Linked DNA regions of Mus musculus: all the other regions are linked to region 1. The links are chromatin contacts, called in public HiChIP or PLAC-seq and promoter capture Hi-C maps. All regions are on one chromosome and are shown on one strand. Each heading gives the region's core, a stretch centred on a gene start, on an enhancer-like site or on the middle of the called end of the contact. The rest is flanking DNA. Distances are from core to core; before and after follow the strand shown.

Region 1 (4,047 bases), core at 1,350-3,849:
AGAAGCCCTAGGCATTAGTGCTCTGTCCTTCTGGGACAGCACCCAGTGGCTCTGCAAGACTTTCTGCTGTGATTTTGCAGAGCCGACCACTAGAGTGGAGAGGTCCACCTATGGTGGCTGTGGGGGTCTCATGAAGAGGGCCGCTCACTCTTCTGTCCACACCTGCCCAGGCATGCTGGTTAGCCGTGCAGCATTCAGGAAAACAGAACCTAAGGACTTAACAGTTACCGTCACTGCCAGCAACTGAGGAGACCGATTTTCATTTAGAAGGGGTGGGTGTTTTTATATTCACATCAGCAGGGACCAGTTCCTGGTGTGGCGAGGAACACCTGCGGTCCCATGTTTAGCAAAAGAGCAATTTTCAGCACCGCATAGCCTGTTGTCCCATCCTGATGGACGCCTGCATGATGCTTGTCCTTTCTGAGGGACCAGGGAGCCAGCTGCAGCCACCAAGTCCTTATAGAATTCCCACTCCTAGGACTACTGGATTTTAGAATTGAAAATCTAGTCAGTGTTGGCCAAGAACTTAACAAGTTCCTTTCCAGCCTCCAAAGGACCTGCTTAACCAACACCTCCGCTCACTTCCTGGATTGTAAAACTGAGTACGGAATCGAGGATGCTGTACTGCTGAGCCCAGGATTGGCTCCTTCCTCCTCTAGCTAGAGTCATTAGGTTATTTCCCCTCTTCCGACTTGGGCTGAACACAGCAGGTACTGGGATTGGCTCAGGGGATCACCTCAGTTCTCTGGCTGAGTCACAGCTCAGCGGCAGGAGCGTGGCTGCAGACAAAACACTGCCTAGGGCCCCACCAGGGGGGCTCCAGACTTTGCCGGGTTAGAACACCTGGGCTTCAGAGACTCCAATTTTTGTATAGTGCGACCATCTCCTGTGACCTAGTGAATGTTTCTGAGATAAGTGACCTGTTTGTGGGATCTTCTTATAGGCAGCAGGCAAAGCTGGTCCTATCTTTGCTACTCAGAGCTGTCTGGGTGCGTTTGCGGTTGTGTGTGCGGGTTCCAGACCCCAGGTTCATTTGTGGGGTAAGGGCTTTGGGCTGGACTTTATGTGTTCAGATTCTCCTCCACCTGCTTCAAATCTGGAAAATAATAATAATAAAAATGACCTTATTTAGATGACAGAATGTAAGACTGTAAGACATGCTTTCTGGAAGGCCTTGGGGTGGGGGTGTGGAGGATGGAGGAGATGATGGAGGTGGGGCAGGGTGCCTTCATTCTGGGGTCCAGAACCCCAGGACTTTGTGGGCAGCGGAGACAACCCTTGTGGCTACTTGTGTTGCCCCAAGTGCAGCTGGAGCGCTTCCACCTCTGTCTTTATGCTCAGAGTCACCCTGCCTGTGCTGATCTCCTGAGCACTGGGGTGGAGGCAGCCCAGCCTGGCTCAGTTCCCTTGCAGGTCTTCGGTGGCCTGGTCTTGGACTGGGGTCCTAGCTTGCTTGGTGGGCAGAATCCCTTGAGAGGGATCTCCAGTGCCTCGGAAACCCAGTGTGGGGGTGGGGGTGGGGACCTGTAATTCCAGAAACCGGAAAGCAGAGGGATTGGAAGTTCGTGGTCACCTTTAGATTCGTAGATTTTAGGACCAGTTTGGGGTACACAAGCCACTCCTCCCTGGACCTCCCCACGAACTAGTTTTTCTCAAGGTGGGACGCACCCGTCATCATTCTGACCTCCCTCTCCTGGGTTGCTTGTGGCTGGCATCCATTTCTGACTCATATTTCTGCATATAGTTTCCGGTGACAGGTACATTATACTTGGGCTCTCTCTGTTGGTCTACGAGACCCCAGGTATATGTTCTCCAGCAGTCTTCCTCAAGGTCTTTGCTCTTCTGTCCCCCAGAAAGCACTGACTCTTCGGAGGGTTGTTGTATATATAATTTGATATTTATTACCTGGATGTAGCTCAGTTAGCGGATGTGAAGCTCTGGGGTCCATTCCCGGCTCGCATAAAGTAGGCATGGTGGGGGTAGGATTGCCTGTAACCTCAACACTTGGGAGGTAAGATAGGCAGATCCGAAGTGCAGGGTCATCCAGGAACCCATAGAAAGCTTGAGGCAAGCCCGGGATATAGGAGTCCTTGTCTCCTAGTAGTCTCGTGACACTTAAGAGTGACTTGGTCTGACTTGAGCCATTCCACCCCCAGACCTGGCATTGTCTGTTATTATTTATTCCTTCCTGGCTCTGCTGACTGGTGGTGAATGTTAGCCAGGAGGGAGGCAGGATGTGGGAGTGCTAAGATTAGGAATTGATCCCTAGCTTGTGACAGGCACATCAGGGGAAGAACTAATTGTAAACTGACATAAGGTCAAAACAGGGTCAGGCTGTGGAATTAGAAGACTTTGGCTGCCTACTCCCTGGAACGCCAAGGCAGACAGTCCAGTCTGGGGAGGGATGGGATGGGAAGGGGGAGGCGGGGATATGAGAGGGAGGTGGGAGGTGGGGTGGGGTGGGGGGGGGGTCTGTGGGCTCTGAAAGCATCCCAGCAGCACGCTCCTCCAGAGTCCCCTGGCGTCGCCCCGGAGACTCCGCCTCCTTTCAGGCCCCGCCCCTTGCCGTGCTTTAGCTGACAGCCGCTCCGGCCCGCTGTTTGCATACAAAGGCAGCCACACGCGTGCGCGCCTGCTCGTGAATCCTCTTGGTGAGTAGCAATGGGGACCCGGGGCCCAGCTTGCGCCCCAAAGCCCATTACTGAGACGTGGGGCCCCGCAGGGAGGCGATGTGGGCCGTGTTGTGACACAGGCCTTCCCGTGGGGTGTCGAAGCTTGCAGGGACCCCGTGGCGGTCCGAGACCCGGATGAGACGTATCCCAAAGGGTTTAGGATTCAGGCTTTGCAGCCAAGGAAACTGAGTCTAGGCTGGTAGGTTGACCTTCGTGCCCAAGGGCACGCCTCCGCTGGGTGGCAGCGAACTGGGAACCGGGATTCTTAGATAATCAAGCTCGCAGCAGGCCTCTCTGCAGCTTTGCAGTCTGGTGGGCACTGGGCCTGTGGCTCCCTTAGTAGCTGCAGGCACTTTTATCTGGGAAAGGCCGGGGGGAATATGGGAGGGAAAGCAATGCTTTGGAAGTCATATTAAGTATTAATATTAAGTCATATTAAGGGGACAGAGTCAAGGTGGCTGGCTGATAATTTGTGTGGCCAGTAGTTGCTCCAGACGCCCACCCTCCTTGGCAGGAGGCAAGAAGGAAAGCAATGGTCTGGGCTGGGCTGGGGCGTGTGGGAAAAAGCTTCCAACTGGGTAGTGAAGTTGTGGGGAAGACTGTAACGGTTCTAGGAGGAGAGGATAGCGGCCCATGGGGATTCACACATATACTATCTATCCTTTGTTCCATAAAATACGTTTTATGAATGAAAGCAGTTAAGGACTAATATCTGCACCACTAAGGGGACTTTCTAGTGTTCCCAGAAAGGCTGAAAGATCCCACTGTGTTGATTCCCTGTGTTGACAAAGCTTCCTGTTTGCCGACAGCGCGCTTCTGCTGTCACGGGTTTTGTGTGTGGGTGTGTGTTTTGGCCCTTATTCCTGCTTGTGTAGGGCCTGGTGGTTGGATTGGGAAGCCTGGGGCTGAGCTTGGTTTTGTCTTGGTGGCTGTCCCACCTCACGTGATTTCTACCCTTTTTAGGTGGCAGTCAGCAATGTTCTTATGATGCTTGTCACTTTATTGAAAGGGACAACATGCCCAGTCTTGTTGCCTGGGTGATAAGTTGGGGTTCAGATGAAGGAGATAGGATCCTTGGTTGCTGTTCTGTGTGGGGTGCTGTCTGCTGGGGAGGCTGGGGTGGGTCTTTGCTTATCTATTGCTCTCAGTGCTTCAGGCTAAAGAGAGGGAAAGGTCAGGAGATGGCAAGACAACTGACTACTGATAGCTGGAAATCCATGGGCCAGAGACATCACTTGGGAGCCTCCCTATCTAGAGTGAGGGAAAGGCCACCCTTTGTTTACTAGACTGATGAACCGAGAGGCTCCAGGTTGTTACAACTTCGGATTGTTACACCCTGATGGGGCAGCCCAGGGTACCACTGAGGTCCCTTTAT
Region 2 (3,801 bases), core at 11-2,510, 150 kb before region 1:
TAGCAGGAGCCTTATTATAGCTTTGTTCTTTGAATTAGGGCTCTTACCTACTACCCCCTTTAGGGGAAAATCCTTTTACACAAGGCTGACTTTTGAAGAGAAAGCGCAACAAGACAAATAACTGCATCAGTTCTAGGCATCACAAATTTACCATTTGCATGGAATGCAGGTCAATTTCTATAATCCCGCCTGCTCAGAATGATGAGCATCTCATGACAGGAGAAGAGATGGAGCAGAAACACCAGAGTAAATGGCCTTATGTGCCTGTGGTCAGGGCTCTATGGGGTCCTCGGATTTGTGTTTTATTATTACTGCTCTAAGCCCTGATGGTTTTGTCTAAGACCACTTTAAGGCTCTCACCCTGCCAGGAGACCTCTGTAAACATGTCTGTTTAGTCTGCTCCAGGCCTGTGCTGCCTGAAAAGCCCATCAAAGTCCGGAAAGTCTGCCGCAGACCTTTGACCTTTAACCCTGCCTACAGTTTGAGCCCTTTGGCTCTCTGAGGCTTAAGACCCTCATCTCTTGTTTCTGTCTAAGTGTGTTGGAATGTCTGTTCATCGGGCTTAGCAGAATAATGCCCATCCTCTTCTCTGTGGCTGATCCATGCCTCTGACTTTGGGGGTGTTCGCTTTTGGTTCTTGGGGATCTTGCATGACTTTCCACTCCAATACTGGAGTCTGTGTCATGCTGGGTCTGTGCAGAGCTAGATCAGAGCCCCGTGGGACCTGTGGCATCTGCTGTCATGCTGGATGCTGGTGCCTGGAGTCTGGTGAGACTCTGAGACCTGGTGCAGGGGCTAACCTGTGCCTACTGTAGGCACAGGAAGATGCCGAGGAGATGAGGCTGCTGGGCTCACTCCTCCCAGCCTGCTTGTCATGTGCAATCTTTCCGAAGTTTTTCTACCATTTGGTCTTTGTGTGTTCTGCACCCACAAGGTCCAGGGAACCAGGAAGGATAGAGAGCTGTTATTTCCTTCTCAAGGTCTTGGCCCCCGTCACGTTATGTCCCCAGTAGCTTGTACAGTTATAGGTACAAAACTTGATATTATTCTAAGGTGCCACCTTTTCTAGCACAGTGGTTCTCAGTCTTCCCAATGCTGTGACCCTTTAATACAGTTGCTCATGTTGTGGTGACCTGCAACCATAAAATTATTTTCGTTGCTACTTCATAACTGATTTTGCTACTGTTATACTGTTGTACTGATATACAACCCCTGTGGGAGTTGTGACTGGCAGGTTAGGAATTGCTGTTCTAGAATATTACAACACACAATGGCCTTAGGGCTCACCAATGTGCTTTGCACAGAGAGGTAAGTTGAGTGTCCCATGGCCACACCGGCAACAACAAACTAAGAACTGAACTGTGGCTTCCCAGAGCTGTGGTCTAGACTTTTCCATTACACATAATTTTATTGTTAACCTAAAACCTTTGGAGGGAGGGAGGATATTAGAGCCAAGTATGAGAACAGTAGGAGTCATTAAAAACAAGCCAGCAGTAAGAGACCGGGTAACAAAAAAGAGAGGAGACAGCCAAATTTAAGGGTGCTTGTAAGGACCCTTCCCACAAGTTAATCTATGTGCTGTTTGGTAATTGAAATGTAAAGATATACTGAGAAGTATTTTTACCTAAGACACTAGGAGAAAAGACACTGGAAGGACTAAATGTCAGCAGCCTTGGAAAAGTTCATTTTTGTGAACCTCCTGCTTTCCCCAACTGTAGGAAAGGCTGACCCTCGCTTGGAACAGTGAGCTGCTCTTTCCTCAGTGTGACCTTTGCACTGAGAATCTTGCTAGGTGCTGGGTCAGTAAGGGAAGACAGGAGTCAGGGGGGCTCACCACATTGAGAAATGGTGCTCAAGGCCAGGACTCTCCCCACCAGTTTCACATTTGCTGTTCCTCCTTTCTTGAAACAACAGCATGTTTGGCCTTATTCTAGAATGTTATGGAATCCGCCCTCCCCTGTGTGTAGGTTTGCATTTCCAGCAATGAATATATGCATTTTTTTGGATGAACTCTAGTGGAAAGCTCAGCAGCTCCCTTATGCAATGTTGAGGCAGTTCATGCTACTTATGTTTTCAAGAACACTAGGGACATCTGTAGACCCACAGGCACAGCCACAGGTCCTTGACCAGCTGTGGCCCAGTGGCTCTCTCTCAGTCCTAGGTTCCTTATTTGTGATACAGGTTACATGTTACATTGTGATGAATATCACATATGAATGTTTTCAGAATGCCTACTATGTGGTGTTGAGGCTATGAGGTCAGTCTTTAGCAAGCTTCCATATCCATAGCAACTCCCTCGCACCCGGGCAGACATGTGCAGCTGTGGTGGCTAGAGGAGAAGTGAACGTGAGCTTGAGTCTGTGTGCACCTTGGGGAGTCATCCACCCTGAGACAGCCTTGGCTTTTCCTCCTGGAACAGAAGATCAGGATGCCCAACTTCCTAAGGACCAATGAGTTACAGAGCAGCAAGGGTTTACTGAGTGCTTCTTAGAGCAGTGCAAGCTTCCTTTCCCTTGCACAAACAGTTCCCCAGGCCCTGGGTCTTTATTGAGCTTGTAGCTGAAGGTAGAGAGAAAGGCCCCCGGAGCAGGCTTTTTAAAGCCCCACAGCAGCTTCCTTACAAACCATCCCTGCTGTCTCCCACTTCTAGGCGGCAGCCGAGCAGACAATGAGGAAGAAGAAGAAGATGGAGAAGGAGGGTTAGAACCCAGCAGTCCCCCAAATGCCTACCAGCTGCCCCCTCCTCCTGAAGGCTGCTGCACCACGGATGGTAAGACACTGCACCCCTGCTCAGGATCTGCAGCTGGGTCATAGCCCTCCTTGTCCCCAGAGATGTGAGCTGGGCTCATGTTCCTATATAGGCTATAGGAGGCTGAGAGTCAGCCCCAGCTGCTCGGCCACTGTAGACAGCCTCAACTGTAGGAATGGCATGGGGTCCAGTAGTCATTGTTTTGGGTCTGTTATTTGGAAGTCAGAACATACTTTCCTTACTCAAGTGGACCTTGATTTGAAATGAGGTAGGAATGACCTTTGTGTCTCATCAGTTCTTGGCTGCGAAGCTAACATATTTGTATTATCTTGAATTTGGGCAGGCAGCAGTATCACTGCTGTTTTGCTGATGAGGAACAGAAGCAAGGCATGCTGGGTACGGTAGCATCTCAGTGCAATGGTGAGAGCTTATGCTCTGTATCCAGAGAGGCCTGCAGGTTCACATTCTAGACTCCACTACTCTGCAAACCAAGGGTTGCCCATCACTGTTAGAATAAACAGCAGTTGACATATTGAACCCTTATTCCAGAAGTTCAGAGGTTAAAGATGAGAACTCGGGGGCTATCTGGGGAGACAGATGCTTTATGCCCTCTGTGTGGGTGGTAAGATTGGCAGCATGGGGACTGAGGAAAACTCCAGATGTAGGCAGAGAGCTTCAGAGATGCTCCCTGGGGGAGAGGGTCCTTCCTCTGGGTTTTAGATGATCTGTAAGAGTTAGCCAGGAGACTTCCATGGGTGGGCAAGCTTGGAAACTGCAGAGGAAGCAGTGGCACAAAGGCTTATGGGGTGAGATGCATGCTGTCCCAGAGCTACAGACGAATGAACAGGGCACTCAGGCATGGCCTGGGATCGGTGACAGACTGGGACTGGAACATGATCAGGGTAGCTGCCAATGCCCTCTGAGGCCTGACCTTGACCCTATCCCTGACCCTGGCTCAGAGTGCCAGCTGATGTTACTGAGACAAAGAAATCAGTACAGCTGTTAACAGGGCCATCTAGTGTCCCCAGAGGGAAAGGGTGAGAAGGGCAGTC
Region 3 (3,548 bases), core at 75-2,574, 200 kb before region 1:
TGCTTGTATATGTATGTCTGTGTGTGCATCTATAAGTGTGTTTGTGTAATATGCTTTTGATGTTAAATTAATAAGCTCTTTGACTAACTCTAGTTCACAAAAACATTCTATTATTTAAAGAACTGCATTCTGGTCACATGCTTTCTTTGAGTCTGTGGGCCTCTGGGAGTCAACTGTTGTTAAAGGTGCTGTGGTTTAGGTCCAGGTTCACTTCCTTGCTGGGTTGTTCCAGTACCGTTTGTTGGAAAAGCTTCCTCACCTCCGCTGAATTGCTTTCGAGCTGATTTCTAAGATGGTCAGAGTTGATCTTTCTTTGAACTGGAGGAGAGAGAAATTGACAGAGCACTGGGCTCCACCCCCAGCATAAACCGTGTGTATGGCGTATGCCTGTGAACTGGGCAGGCTGGAGGTGGAGGCAGGAAATCAGCAGTTCAAGAGCATCTTTGGCTACACAGAGGATTTGAGGCTAGCCTGGGCTACCCGAGCCCCTCGTCTCAAAAAAACCAAAGTTGTTGCTGTAGATGTGTTTTTAAGGTAACTCTAGGCATCCAGATAGCCATGAATACAGTCAGCTTTAGGACACTGTGAGTCAAGATTGTGCAGTAGCTGAGTGGGGATATGAGTCAGGGCAGACGGACTGGCTGTGCTGATGGCGTCTGGCAGCCTGCAGTATCCTAGGCTGATCTGGGGCACCCTGACCTGTAGGGTGAAGTTAACCTTGTGGTTGGTATGGGGCATGACCTGCCTGGGCTCCTTCAGGGACTGCCTTGCCTAAACTGCTGGCCAATTTTAGCTATCAGCTCCTATCAGACCTCCCCACCCACTGAAGAGGTTTGAGAAGTTGGGTTTAGAAACCTGGGTAGCCAATATGTGGAATTTAAATGCAGTCTGGGAAATGTGAGTTTCCATTTGTTAAGGATACTGATAACTTTAAAAAATGTTCTAATACACAGATGTGCTCACTGGAGAAATTAAGGAAAAAAATACAATTATGCAAACTGTATCTGAAATTTTCTTGTCCTGAAAAAATTCTTGTGAACCCTAAATTATTTTGGAAGAAATTATCTTTTTTTTTTTTTTTTTTTTTTTTTTTTTTTTGGCAATTCATTCCAAAACCCCTTTCTCAGTCCAGTTGAGTCATGGAAAGACAAAGCTAGTTTGGAAACAAAAATTCTCTCAATGGCTGAATCTGGAGAGAATTTTCAACATGGCTGGCCATGCTGCTGAATGAGGCCTTTGTGTGTGGGGGCAGAGGTCATACCAGAGAGCCCAGCAGTATTAAAAGGTGGGGAGCCTGGGGTCCGGCTGTGGCCAAAGCTGCAGAATGGGCTTTTGTTTCCCCTGGTCTGCTGTCCCAGGGAAGGCCGAGGACATCAAAGGCATGTCTACAGACTGTTATCTGGCCTCATCCTTTGCCCTGCCAGCACAAGGAGGTCTCCCTGTGGGGAGCCAGGGTGAGGGAGCCCTGAGCTAACACCCACTGTTAATTGTAGGCAGGGGTTGATCAACGACATTAGCATTTGCCAATTCTGTCCGGCTCTCTGATTTGTTTGGAGGAAAATATATTGATTTCTTTATCTGATTAAAAGATTGAAAAGCATTCTGTTCAGAATCAAAGATGATATGTGCTGGTGGCAGAAAATGTATAAGTGGAAGAGAAAGCAAAACAAGAAATAAATTCCTTTTTCTAGAGATAAGCACTGTCAGCATTTGGGGGCACCATCAATCTTTACACTTTTTTTGTTTGTTTTGGTGTGTGTGTGTGTGTGTGTGTGTGTGTGTGTGTGTGTGTGAGAGAGAGAGAGAGAGAGAGAGAGAGAGAGAGAGAGAGAGAGAGAGAGAGAGAGCATGTGTGTGTGTATACATGTGCACAAGCCATAGCAGGTCAGAGGACAACTTGGCACAGTTCTGTCCTACCATGTGGGTCCAAGCGTCAGTAGGATAGGCAGCAAGTGCCTTTACCCTCTGAATCATCTGGATGGCCATTGCTATTGTGTTGCTTTGTTTTATCTTGAGACAGGGTTTTACTAGGGCACAGAGAAATTGTAACCATTTTACCTAATAAATAACCATCTGTTACCTCAATGATACTTTTGAACAGTTCCTATAAGGGATAGGTGTAAATTTATAATATTTAGCAGTATATATTCACTATAATATAAATATAATGTAAATATTTGATTAAGCAGAGAAGACCACAATACAACTTCCATTTCTTCAAAGCCCAAATCTCATAATATAAAGAAATTATGTCAAAGAATATTTGATATCTGCAGCTATCAAAACGTGTGAAGTGGAATACTTACAGTAAGGACACAGAGAAAAGATGCCCCCCAGAGTGAGAAGGAAATGGTATCTAATGTGGAACAGCCTTTTAACATGGATGGTACAGTTAATCCCAGCACTCTGGAGTCAGAAGCAGGCAGATCTCTATGAGTTTGAAGCCAGTCTGGTCTACACAGTGAATTCCAGGCCAGCCAGGGCTATTCAGGGAGACTCTGACTCATAACTACAAAAGAACAACAAAGTGATCTGTGTTCTGACTGATGAGCAAGTACTGGGTGTACTTTTTCTCTTAAGTCTTCTACCAACTGGGGGCCCCTCTGGGAGAAAGCCTAAGAAGAACAGCAAACAGAAGCAGAGTGATGGCTGCTGCTGTGCGATTGACATCTGAGCCAGAGACATGGGTAAGGTGAAGGAAACGCTGCTGCCACTGTGAGCCATGATTTCAGGTGGGACGTGAGTGGGATGATCTGCAGGACTGTGGTCACGATCTTCAATCAGACAGTGTCTGGCTCGCTTGTACTGACTGGCTGTACTGTGTTATGGTCACCTTACCTGCCCAGATCCTCAGAGGCCAGAATTAGGTCCTGTCACCTGGGAACTCACCAGAGCCAATCCGAGGATTAGGGTACTCCTGGAATTGGCCCAGGAACACATTCAGCTCAATTATTTGATACCATGTAGCTAACCATACTTTGATGTTGCATTTCTCCCTCCCTGTCAGGAGATCTTTGAATCTCTGCAGGGATGGTAGGGAGCTGACAGACAAAGAGATATCGTGGGAGAGGAGAGCAGTGGTGGGATTCCCGAGTGTGAAGTCACTTAGGCAGCCTGTCCCTTTGTTTCTTTGTTTCTGGGCTATAGCAAAGAGTAGGAAGATTACTTTGAGATGTGTCTAGCAACCGCTATCACAAGTGCTAGCTTCTTGCTGTGTTTGATGTGTTTTCAGGAACCACACACATCCTTTGTGTCCTCTTACATCTATGTTGCCAAACTGACTTACTAGATAGAGCCTGGATGTAGTGGTGATGATGGCGCCGACTACTACTATTTCTGCTCCTTCTCCTCCTCCTCCTCCTCCTCCTCCTCCTCCTCCTCCTCCTCCTCCTCCTCCTCCTCCTCCTCCTCCTCCTCCTCCTCCTTGTCCTCCTCCTCCTCCTTCTTCTTTTCTTCTTTTTCCTCTTCTTTCTCCTTTTCCTCCTCCTCCTCTTCATCTTCCTCTAAGGTTTAATTTTAACTATGTGTATGGATATGTGCACATACAT

What was found. Promoter capture Hi-C pulls out the DNA fragments that hold promoters and counts their contacts. HiChIP or PLAC-seq counts read pairs in DNA pulled down with a chosen protein or histone mark.
Region 2: a contact with region 1 is called in a promoter capture Hi-C map of 3T3-L1-derived adipocytes, with 4 times the contacts expected there. The contact joins the enhancer-like site here to the promoter of Lpin1 in region 1. A contact is called at or near these places in 2 of 39 promoter capture datasets (3T3-L1-derived adipocytes and liver), 1 of 484 Hi-C or Micro-C datasets (nephron progenitors) and 3 of 9 other capture datasets (adipose tissue, liver and pancreatic islet).
Region 3: an H3K4me3 HiChIP or PLAC-seq map of stem cell-derived neural progenitor cells shows a contact between it and region 1, with 17 read pairs. The contact joins the enhancer-like site here to the promoter of Lpin1 in region 1. A contact is called at or near these places in 2 of 39 promoter capture datasets (embryonic stem cells and hippocampal neurons), 1 of 484 Hi-C or Micro-C datasets (embryonic stem cells), 3 of 115 datasets of contacts at active chromatin or transcription factors (forebrain, pancreatic cancer cells and stem cell-derived neural progenitor cells) and 2 of 9 other capture datasets (liver and pancreatic islet).

Annotation. Positions count from the first base shown.
Region 1 is chr12:16,588,322-16,592,368 of GRCm38.p6, reverse strand. It overlaps Lpin1 (lipin 1), which reads left to right and starts at 2,599. Exons shown (of 21, transcript NM_015763.4): 1 at 2,599-2,651.
Region 2 is chr12:16,734,115-16,737,915 of GRCm38.p6, reverse strand. It overlaps Greb1 (gene regulated by estrogen in breast cancer protein), which reads left to right. Exons shown (of 35, transcript NM_015764.4): 5 at 2,651-2,770. Among named protein-coding and RNA genes, the nearest start is that of Greb1, 65 kb to the left of the region's middle. Within about 2 kb of position 1,260, at least 5 of the 459 cell types and tissues checked have an H3K27ac peak or open chromatin away from gene starts, as enhancers often do. A contact at or near this core is called in 3T3-L1-derived adipocytes, where this site is marked.
Region 3 is chr12:16,787,762-16,791,309 of GRCm38.p6, reverse strand. The region is part of intron 1 of Greb1 (gene regulated by estrogen in breast cancer protein); the gene reads left to right. Among named protein-coding and RNA genes, the nearest start is that of Greb1, 11 kb to the left of the region's middle. Within about 2 kb of position 1,324, at least 77 of the 459 cell types and tissues checked have an H3K27ac peak or open chromatin away from gene starts, as enhancers often do. A contact at or near this core is called in pancreatic cancer cells and stem cell-derived neural progenitor cells, where this site is marked.